Linked DNA regions of Mus musculus: regions 1 and 2 are each linked to region 3. The links are chromatin contacts, called in public HiChIP or PLAC-seq maps. All regions are on one chromosome and are shown on one strand. The core of a region is the stretch at or near the end of the contact, and the rest is flanking DNA. Distances in the headings are between cores, read along the strand shown.

The links. HiChIP or PLAC-seq counts read pairs in DNA pulled down with a chosen protein or histone mark.
Region 1: an H3K27ac HiChIP or PLAC-seq map of microglia shows a contact between it and region 3, with 7 times the contacts expected there. The contact joins two enhancer-like sites. A contact is called at or near these places in 2 of 15 datasets of contacts at CTCF or cohesin (CD8 T cells and the NIH/3T3 cell line), 36 of 484 Hi-C or Micro-C datasets (3T3-L1-derived adipocytes, the AML12 cell line, B cells and 27 more), 14 of 115 datasets of contacts at active chromatin or transcription factors (the 230-238 cell line, CD8 T cells, acute myeloid leukemia and 10 more) and 1 of 9 other capture datasets (bone marrow-derived macrophages).
Region 2: a contact with region 3 is called in a FOXA1 HiChIP or PLAC-seq map of pancreatic cancer cells. The contact joins two enhancer-like sites. A contact is called at or near these places in 3 of 484 Hi-C or Micro-C datasets (bone marrow-derived macrophages, double positive thymocytes and nephron progenitors), 1 of 115 datasets of contacts at active chromatin or transcription factors (pancreatic cancer cells) and 1 of 9 other capture datasets (embryonic tail).

What each region holds. Positions count from the first base shown.
Region 1 is chr5:3,367,518-3,371,175 of GRCm38.p6, forward strand. The region is part of intron 2 of Cdk6 (cyclin-dependent kinase 6); the gene reads left to right. Among named protein-coding and RNA genes, the nearest start is that of Cdk6, 25 kb to the left of the region's middle. Within about 2 kb of position 1,699, at least 31 of the 459 cell types and tissues checked have an H3K27ac peak or open chromatin away from gene starts, as enhancers often do. A contact at or near this core is called in Kupffer cells, bone marrow-derived macrophages, heart atrium and 2 more, where this site is marked.
Region 2 is chr5:3,320,387-3,323,771 of GRCm38.p6, forward strand. All of the region lies in intron 2 of Gm36470 (predicted gene, 36470), which reads right to left. Among named protein-coding and RNA genes, the nearest start is that of Gm36470, 21 kb to the right of the region's middle. Within about 2 kb of position 1,870, at least 27 of the 459 cell types and tissues checked have an H3K27ac peak or open chromatin away from gene starts, as enhancers often do. A contact at or near this core is called in pancreatic cancer cells, where this site is marked.
Region 3 is chr5:3,499,559-3,502,950 of GRCm38.p6, forward strand. The region is part of intron 5 of Cdk6 (cyclin-dependent kinase 6); the gene reads left to right. Among named protein-coding and RNA genes, the nearest start is that of Fam133b, 43 kb to the right of the region's middle. Within about 2 kb of position 2,128, at least 196 of the 459 cell types and tissues checked have an H3K27ac peak or open chromatin away from gene starts, as enhancers often do. A contact at or near this core is called in Kupffer cells, bone marrow-derived macrophages, heart atrium and 3 more, where this site is marked.

The DNA of each region.
Region 1 (3,658 bases), core at 449-2,948, 130 kb before region 3:
ACAGCTTTCTGTTCATTTGAAATGAAGCATAGAAGTAGTAGATCATACTCTTTTTTTAAGATTTATTTATTATTATATCTAAGTACACTGTAGCTGTCTTCAGACACACCTGAAGAGGGCGTCTGATCTCTTTACAGATGGTTGTGAGCCACCATGTGGTTGCTGGGATTTAAACTCAGGACCTTCAGAAGAGCAGTCAGTGCTCTTAACCTCTGAGCCATCTCTCCAGCCCCTAGATCATACTTTTAATAAACTATAGAATGCTTGCAAAAAGATAGCTATTTTTATTAAAATACTAAACCATACATCCAAATACTTTGCAATGTTCCTTGAAGAATATTTGGCAACGTTTAAAGTAAAGGGATAATATGCTGTCCTTCCTAACGTTAGACTTAGAAGACACTCTTGCTGTATTCAATGGTAGAATGGACTAGGAGAGCTAGCAGTTCATGGAGAGATCCCTGGTAGGCCATGCCAACCATAACTGCTTCGTACTTGGTTTGCACCTTTTCAAAAAGAAAGATTCAAGGCTTGCCTGAGTTGACTAGCTTTTTGTTTGTTTATTTGGTTGGTTGGTTTATTTTTGTTTTGTTGTTTTGTCAACTTGCCAAAAGTTGATCATTTGAGAAGATCCCTTAATTGAGATATTGCATCCATCAGATTGGCCTACAGGCAAGTCTACGGGCTGTTGTCATGATTAAAGGTTGGTGTGGGAGCACTCAGCCCATTGGGGAGGGGAGGACAGTGCCATCGCTAGACTAGTGGTCCTGGGTGGTATGAAAAAAGCAAGCAGAGGAGGCCACAAGGAGCAAGCCAGTAAGCAGCATTCCTCATTGGCCTCTGCTTCAGTTCCTGCCTCACGTTCCTGCCCTGCATTCCCTTGGTGACTGGAACCTTCTTCTCCTGGTCAGAGTTTTTAAGCACAGCAATAGAAAAGGGAACTGGAACAAAGCTATAAAGTTCTACATCCTGTTAATTTCAGGTAATAATCAAAAGAGTTTATTTATACAAAGCAAATTGTAAAAGGTCTTTGAGGGTAATCATAATTCCAGTTCCCTCTTTATAAACTTCAGAAAGCATCCTTTTCTATGAAGGGCTTTACTCCCAGTGTTTACAGGAAAGACTTCCTGTTACAAGTCAAGACAAAAAAAGAAAGTTAATAAAATTTGTAATGTGTTAAAAATGTCATTGTTGACATATTTTGAAACTATTGTTTATCTTCTCTCTCTCTCTCTCTCTCTCTCTCTCTCTCTCTCTCTCTCTCTCTCTCTCTCTCTCTCTCTTTCTCCCTCCTTCTTTCTTTCTTTCTTTCTTTTTTCTGAGATAGGGTGTCTCTATGTAGCCCTGGCTGTCCTGGAACTCACTCTGTAGACCTGGCTGGCCTCGTACTCAGAAATCTGCCTGCCTTTGCCTCCCAAGTGCTGGGATTAAAGGCTCGCACCACCACTGCCTGTCTATTGTTTATTTTCTTGTTTTATATTTATTCTAAGGAAAATGTTTCAACATTATTCATACTAAACTTCTTCACACAATTTCCTTTTAAGATAGCTATTTGCAGATCCAGAAAGGAAACCCATTTGGAAGTTTCCCGGTGAAACTTTTTAATTTACTTGTATTAGTATTTAAGCATCAGGCTTTGGGCAAAATAAAGTGTTCCTTTTTTCTCCTTTCACATCCTGTCCCTGCCCCGCTCCTGTCCATGCCCCCATCCTCCAGACCCCACCCCCAAGTGGAAGTTTGAGTTTATGCAGCAGTGGGGTTTAGCCTCCAAATAGAAAGCGGGTTTTTGATGTCTTTTTGTGTATGTGGAAAAAGCTAGGAAGTTGGTTCTGGAATTTTCATGTCCCTCAGGTCCATGAATCATGAGATGAATAGAAAATTCACAGGGAGGATAAATGTCTTTGATTTTCTGAAAGAGAAGCCTTGTGGAGAAAGAAAACTTGGAAGCCCTAAGCAAGGGTTACAGGAAGTGCAGGGAGTGGCGCTCCTAAGAGGGCCCAGACAGTGGAGGAATCTGACGTAGTCAGCAGCCGTGGTTCCTTTAAATATCTTCCCTTACTCGTTAATAAATGAAGACTCCATGGAGTTCTTAGGTCAGCACGTCTCGGGAAGTGTCATGTCTAACAGATTATTCTTTATATATATATATATACATATATATATATATATATATATACACACACACACACATACACACATACATATATTTTATGCTAGTAAGAATGGGTTAATTCACTGGGATGCCAATACTTGTAAAATGTTGCGTAACATTTTTTGCAAAAACTCATGCATTTTTACTTCAAACATAGATCTAAAATGACCAGAATAGATCTGTATAATAAAACTGGGTCAGTTCTCTGGTATTCTCCCTGTCTCCCCCTTATATCTGTTTCCTCACCTCTTCTTTTCCATTCTTGCTTTTTCCTTCCTTCTCTCTGCCTCTATTTTCTTCTCCTTTCTGCTTTCTCCTTTTCCTTTCTCATTTTAATCGGTATTTTACCCTTTCAGGTCTTCTGTTTAATGTTTCTTGCTTTCTGTTTTTTTAAAACATAATTATTTCCCCTTTCCTCTTCTCATCTGCACTTTCTGGCTGGGGGTTGGTCTGTTGCTATGCATACAAATGCTAAAGTCTGAATCCCAAGATCTGGTTGCCATCTAGATGAGTGACTTCTCTCATACCAGTCTTTGCTATGTAAACCTTGCTCCCCAGTTTAAAAGCTGATTGGTTAATAAAAGGCATGTGATTGGGCAGTGGAGTAAGGAAGGTGGGACTTGAGGATTGAGTGATGGGGAAGAGCCAGAAAGAAGAGGACAGAGAGGAGGTCCCCATGAGGCCTGATGGATCATGAGTATGTGTCCAGGAGAAATGCACCCTGAGGGCAGACTGATGGAGCAGAAGCAGCCAGGGAGACTCAAACAGTGAGTGACAAGGAGCATACAGTAGGGATACAGGTGCGAACAGCATAGAACCTGTCCAATCTAGGATCATATATTATAAATACAATACCAGGTTTCTGTGTCTTTTATAAGGGCTAGCTAGAATAAATCACCTCACAGTCTCCCCTTCATGTCTTCTCTTCCATATATCCCCTTTCTGTCTTTTTAAAAATACTTTTATAAAAAATGATTGTAGTTAATGCCCCACGCTTGCATTCTTCCTGTCTGTAATCCTTGTGTATTGTCATACACATGCATATAGAAATAAATATGTCAGTACAAACTGCTAAGTCCAACTAATGTTGCTTATGTAATGTATGTTTTTAGGGCTGACCACTTCATATTGGATAACCAGTTTACTGGTCACCCTGAGAAAGACCATTTATCCATTTCTTAGTGGTTGTTAATTGCTCCTCATCCCAGACCCCCCCCCCCCCCATCCCCAGCTTCCCTTAAGGTTTCCTTCATCCACATTGACCTGCTTCTTAATGCTGCCATTGCTTAGGTCTTGTTAAGCAGCTGTATTTTGAGATTTTGTGGGTGGGGCTTCCCTGTCAAATCTAGACATGCTCACAGCAGCACACTCCCTGGTCGTCTGGCTCTTCCAGTGTTTCCTCCTCCTTTTCCTGGATGTTCCCTGAGCCTTGATTAACTTATTTTTAAAAGAGAAATTAAGAGCTCTGTGGAAAATGTGTCTTTACTTAGTAAATGATGGACAGAC
Region 2 (3,385 bases), core at 620-3,119, 180 kb before region 3:
CATCTGCTTAACACTCTCCAAAAGAGCAAATGCCCAATAGGTAATTAATGAGCTGTGAAATGCCTTCACAGTCAGGTGCCTTCTCTCTGTCAAAGAGGCCCTCCCAACACACCCCATTCTGGAAGGAATACAAAGATGAGCTGGAGGGAGGGGAGGGGGGAGGGAAGACTTTAATTATTCGTATTGAGATGAGCAATGGTGAGTTCACTTATCAAAATCATTAAAAATACTTAAAATTGGAGAGTAAGAGTGGCTTCTAAATACTGAAAATGAGATGTGTGATTTCTGAAATAGGTAAAACGGAGAGTGAATAACATATAAAGCTTTAAGAGGTGTCGGAAGCAAGATATAGACTAAGGGGAGTTATACATGGGTTGGTAACTGGGTAATACCCATAGCACAGCCTGTAGTACTTTGATCAGAGATGAAGAGAGAGAATAGAGGGACAGAAGGATCACAAATTAAGGGACAGTAAGGACAACAGTCATAGCTGTATTTGCTTGCCTGAAGCAACCCAGTTTTGACAGCTTGCCACCTTTTTTAAAGTAGGAGTATTTCATAGAATTACTGTGATGATTAATCTCCACTGTCAACTTGATTGGATTAAGAAACACCTAGAACAGTAATGAGGTGCTCCTTTGTGTGTTTGTGGTGGAGAAAGTGCTACCCTAAATGTGAGAGACATCTCTCCCAAGGAGTGGGGGCCAAGAACCCAATGAAAAGAGAAAATGGAGAAAGCTGATGAGATGGCGTTCCTCTCGGCTTCTGAATTCACCACGATGTGAGCAGATTCCCACCATCTCATCTAAGAACCTATCTCTAGGCTTGAGTAACAGTAGACTGTGGTCATTATTGGCCACAGTAAATCCTTCCTTCCCTAAGTTGCATTTGTCAGGTATTTGGTCATAGCAACAAGAAAACAACAAACGCAAACACTAACTTGTGTTACTAATGGAGAACTCACAAAATAATTCAGCTCTCTGGAGTTGGAGAGCTATCCCAGCATAGATGAGTACTGGCTGCTCTTCCAGAAGGTACAGGTTCAATTCCCTGCATCTACATGGCAGCCCGCAACCATCTGTAATGCCAGTTCCAGTGAATCTGACATCACTTCTGGCCTCTGTGGGACCTGCACACACATGGTGAACAGACAAACATGCAAGCAAAATGCCCATACACATAAAAATTTTTAATTAAATATTTTTTTTTAAATATGAAACAATGTGGAGGTTCTGAGACAAGTTCACTCAGACCAGCACTTCACTTTAGATCCCAGGGGCATGCCTATATGGATGACTTCTGTAGAGTGAAGGTACATTACTGTACAAACCAACGAGGATAAAGGAAAAGAGAGAAACGTGGTTCTTCTTTGGGGACTTGTTTTGTTGGAGGTGGGGAGTCTCTCTGTGAAATCAAGCCTGGCCAAACTCAATATATAAGCTAGATGGCCTCCAACTTCAGGTCTTCCTGCCTCGGCTTCTTGAGAGCTATGATTACAGACATGCCTCAACACACCAGCTAAGAGCTGGCTCTGATCTTCCCCAACAATTCCCCAGCCTACCCTCCAGTCTGCTCAGCTAATGGAAACTCTTATGTTTTCCACTGTCCCATAACTTCTTGGTAATGAAGAAACCGTCAACAGAAGACCCTGTGGTTCTTGGAACTGGCAGGCTTTTTATACTGTTTTCTTCTTCTTCTTTTTTTTTTTAAGTGTATTTGCTAAGCAACTTTGGTTACCTTTTTTCTGATTCTCTCTGTTCTAATAAATGGAGTTAATAATTATATCAAATTCCAGGGTGTGTGATGTTACACATTTATTGGCATTCCAGTGCGGTGAGTGAGTAAGCACAGTCATCACTGTGCTCCGTCTTTTCCTTGTAATTCCTTGCTCACTCAGATTCACTTTCCCACAAAGCAAGACGTTTTATTGCTGACTTAATATAATCTTCTCTCACAATTGCAGTTTCCCGGCCATCTTTGCAGGTGGTAGCTACAGTTAGTGAAATGTTCACAGGGAAGTTACGAGGGCTTAGTAAATATCGTAACTTAGCTTTTCAAAACAAAGGCACAATTTGGCATCTAAAAATAAGCTAACTGCTGAAAATAACTAAAAATATAAACTAAAGAGGCTTTTAAAAAAAGACCAGTTATTTAATATTTATTTAGTACCCTCTGTTTAGAGTGGCCTTGAATGGATGTCAATGGTGAATAAGAAGAGCCATGCTTTTGATTTATACAGCACTCTGACTTCATGTATGTCTGGAGGCCAGAAGATTATTGTAGACAATATTACATATCTCATTATAGATGGCCATGAGCCACCATGTGGTTGTTGGGAATTGAACTCAGAACCTCTGGAAGAATAGTCAGTGCTCTTAACCTCTGAGTCATCTCTCCAGCACCATGCTTTTGATTCATTCTCACTCTAGTAGAGACAGGAAGGTAAGGAGACTCATTAATACTCAGGCTACATGATGGGAGAGGGCACTGCAAAGTCCTAGTTCCACCTGAAGACAGTATCCAGTGCTTTCTCCTTCATCTTCAGGACAGAGTTGAAGCTTCCACATTCCCACAGAAGACAAGGTGAAGTGCTCTATAGGAGTTCTTAGTCCACCGAGCAAGACGTTTCAACCACAGTACAATAAGACAAGGGCTTGAGAGAAAGCATACCTAAAATGCTGTGCAAACGTCAAAGGCAGAGCAATAGGTGGTTTGGAGGTGGGTAGGAGAGAGGGACTGTGGTCTGTGAAGAGGAGAGCAATAGAAAACTTGTGACCTTGGGGCTCCAAGTAAAAGAAGAATAAAGATTCGCTGAGCAAAGCAATAGAGATGGAGAAAGCTGAGCATTCCAGGGAAGGGGAGAACCTTGAGATGAGCTTTAAAGGCACAATGGGGAACATTCTCAAATAGGTAACTATATATGGGTGGGAGGCCAGAGGTAATTAGGAAGCGAGGCTTGGCCATAGGATGAAGGGGATCATATGCGAACTAAGGAATTCTGACTGGATTGTTTCTTGTAGGCCATGGGGAACTGTAGGTCTTTAATCCTCTATGTGGTGTAATCAGAAGGATGGCTGAGCTAGAGTCCTGCCACTTCATTCTAGACTAAAACAAGAAGGGGGGTGCGGGGGGAGGGGGAAGGAAGAGGGCAGAAGAAAGCTTCTCAGGAGGCAGGACTGAAAGGAAACAAGTAGGAAGGCCACACCCCTCCTGGACATCTCAGAGGATGATGGGTTCTCAATGAGCCAGGAGTACAGGTAGAGAAATCTGTAACAGTAATCCACAGGAAGGGATCACACTGACTATCCAAGTATGCTGAATTTTGTGGCTCCTCTCTGGATAATTACTATGATCTGTTGGAGATAAAGACCTGGAGAAAAATTCA
Region 3 (3,392 bases), core at 878-3,377:
TAATTTTTATGTATTCTCTCAAAATACATAACCAACTTGTATATATGCCACTGGACAATGCACTGGCTGTTTATTACATACAGTTTTACAGTCTGCTATTTGATTTTTTTTAACTGAAAGTATTAATTCCTGTCACTAAACTAGGAATCATGTTTACCCAGCAGGGTATGCTAGAGAGTTAGTTGATATAATACATGTAAAGTAGCCCTTTCCTGCAATAAGTTCTTGGTAATTGACACTTGGTGGTGTTCTCTATGTCTTTTTAGGTAACAACACTTTTTTTAAATAGATTTTAATGGAAATAGAATTATGTCACTCCCCCATTTTCCCTCCAATCCCTCCCATACACCCCCTACTCTCCAGCTATTATTATATTCACATACAATATATATGTGTGCTTATATCTATTTGTATGTATATGTATATATATTATAAATACACCCTACTGAATCTGGGGTGGTGGTGGTGGTTGTGGTGGTGGTGGTGGTGGTCGTTGTTGTTGTTATTTACATGCATATGGTTCCAAGGCTGACCACTCCACATTGGACTGCCGATAAGGGGTCCTTCCCTGGGAGAGGCTAACAATTCTCCTTCTCCCAGCAACCATTAGTTGCCAGTGTTTTTTTGTTTGGTGAGTAGGATCCTGTGAAACTTTCTCCTTTCCAGATTAATATGACTATGGATACTTCTGGTTTTCTGGTCTTCTTTATGCATCCATTCCCAGGAGAAACTGTTTCAGTGCTGGCTTCTTGGTATTCTGACTCTTAAAACATTTCCATCCTTCTTCCTCCATGTTCCTGAGCCACTGATTCGGGAGCTGTGGTGTAGCTGTGGCACTTGGCTCCCCATGCTCCATTGATCTTTGCCTTGCGCCCAGTTGTTTTCTGTGATACTCTTCATCTGCTGTGAAGAGAGACCTCTTTGAGGGGTGGCAGTTACATTTATCTGTGGGTATAGGATAAGATTCAGATTGTAGTAAGAAATCATTCCGGTCTAGCGAAGTGGAGGTAATAGACTCTTTTCTAAGGTCCATGATCTCACTAGCTCTGTGGCTTCTCTGCCTCCACCCTCCAAGGCTGCCTCACCCACCCTACATTTAAGTAGGTTTTGAACATCTCAACTCCGATTCTTGTGCTTATTCGGCAAGCATTCTAACTGCTGAGCCACCTCCCCTACCCTACCCTACCCTCCCCCCTAAAATCATAATTCATGATTTTCATCTCATTTCTCTAAGCTAGATTATCTGGGCTCAGTGTCAGCGCTGCAGATTGAGAAAGAAATTCATGGAAACACTACCACTGGTAAACAAACATAAACAAAAAATGTTCACATCTGCTAACAAAACTCTGTTAATATATTCAGAAATGACTATGTTTTGTTGATAGTTGTATTGTCAGGATCCAAACAAAATTCAGTAATGAGTTTTGAACATTAGGTAAATGTTCTCTGAAGAGATTTTTTTAAATGGCCATAATGTCAGACCTTCGGTTAGCTATGTAATCTCTCAGAGTCTCAGTGTGTCTCCATCAATATAAGGAGAGTGTGCAAGAGGAGTTGGTGGCAGGGGCGGTGGCAGCTGGTTGGTGGCAGGGGCGGTGGCAGCTGGTAAGCCTTATTTCTTTAGGCAGATGACAGGGAATATACCTGTTCCTGTGCATGTCATTTTCCAGATTGTAGCGGCTCTAAAGTTATCTGGTGACCTTTGTAAACAGCATAGCAGAGCACCATGGGTGAATTAAACCTAGAGAGATTTGGTCCAGGGAAAGGAGCAAAACACCAGTATTAAATCTTCCTTGCAAAATTAGTCATAATGAAACCAAGGAAGTTGGGGGAAGGGAAAGGGTGCTGTGAGATTAACAGAGAATGAGAGGTTTTGGAGCGAGTGGGAATGTCTTGCATTTGCCACCTTCCTGGCAGGGTTGCTTCCGCCAGGCAGACTTTTCTGCCCTTCCACGGTGCTAACTGCTTTGTTCGTGTGGTTTATTAATTTTATAGTACTCTGGTCTGTGCCACAGCATGGTCAGAAGCTGAGACAACGGGTTTTTACAGATGAGCAGAGGTTAAGTACCCACTTGCTCTCCTTGCTGTGTTAATCAGTTACAGAGCCAGTGTTAGGAGCCCGGGTCATCTAGTCTCTTGGCTTCTGTGGCTTTCCCGTTACATGATTCAGTATCCTAGAGCCTCAGCAGTGGACACAGTCCTGTCCCCCTCGAGAGACAGCACTTCCGCCTGGCAAAGCTAGATTCAATCCCCAGGGGGTGGGTGGGGGAGCAATAAATCATGCACCAAAAATAACACCTTCACTGCTAAATTCCACTTAGTAGGTGATTTCCCAAGGATGAGCCAGTGCAGTGAATCATCGCCCTGAGAGCTGATTCGAACAGTAGTTCTGTTTTATTTACTACCTCGTGGTTTTTAACCTTTAGAGCCTTCCTGGGAGGGTCAGAGTCTCCTCACCATGAATATAAAACAGACTCTGCTTATAAGCCTTCAAGGGTCCCTTTTCCTTTTGTTTTGTTTTTTGTTTTTTTTTTCCTCCTTTCCACTTAAAACATCCCATGATCAGGAGGACCCAGGCAGAACAACAGCTAACTTTCTGAGGTGTTGATTGTGCAGGAGCAAACCTGGCACCCTGCAGATGCTATAAACTGGCATCCATGGCCTCCCTGGGCTTCCTGGGCACAGACTCACGTGCACAAACACTCTCACACTCAAAATGACACTTTTTTAAAAATTTAAAACGTTGGGGTTGGGAGCTCCCCCAGTCAAGAAGGTTAGGCAAGCATGAGAATTGTTAGGCAAGCATGAGAATTTAATCTTGGCTCCCTAGCACCCACACAGAAACTGGATCTGGTACCTTACTCCTGAAATCCTGGTACTGGAGACGTGGGTCCCAGAGGATTCCCTGAGCTTTTTAGATGAGTTTTATAAGTGAGGGACCCAGTCTCAAAAGACAAAGCCGAGAGCCATTAAGTGTAAGGGAGCCTCAGCGCAGTTCTGTTCAGATGGCACGAAAGAGTGGAAGAAATTCAGATCCCCTTTCCATTCACATATTACCTGGTTTGAAGGCAGTTTAAGAAAATGACACACTCCGCTATAAATACCTCAGGACAGTTTGTCCACATTGACACTTCCATTTCCTAAAATGAAAACCTCACTGGCCCACAGGGATGAGGGGAAGTGTGGGGGGAAGGGGGAGGCTGGCTTTGTTCACCAGGGTTATTTCAACAAGCACATCCGAACGCTAGGAACTTCCTCTGATGACTCAAGACAGTTGTCAAACACCAGCGTTCCTCTGTTTGACCCCTGCTGAAGTAAGATCTGGGGAAGCATGGTACAGAGTCTGAATCATGTAGCTGGTGTTTTGTCTGTATCTGAATTTACATCTGTCA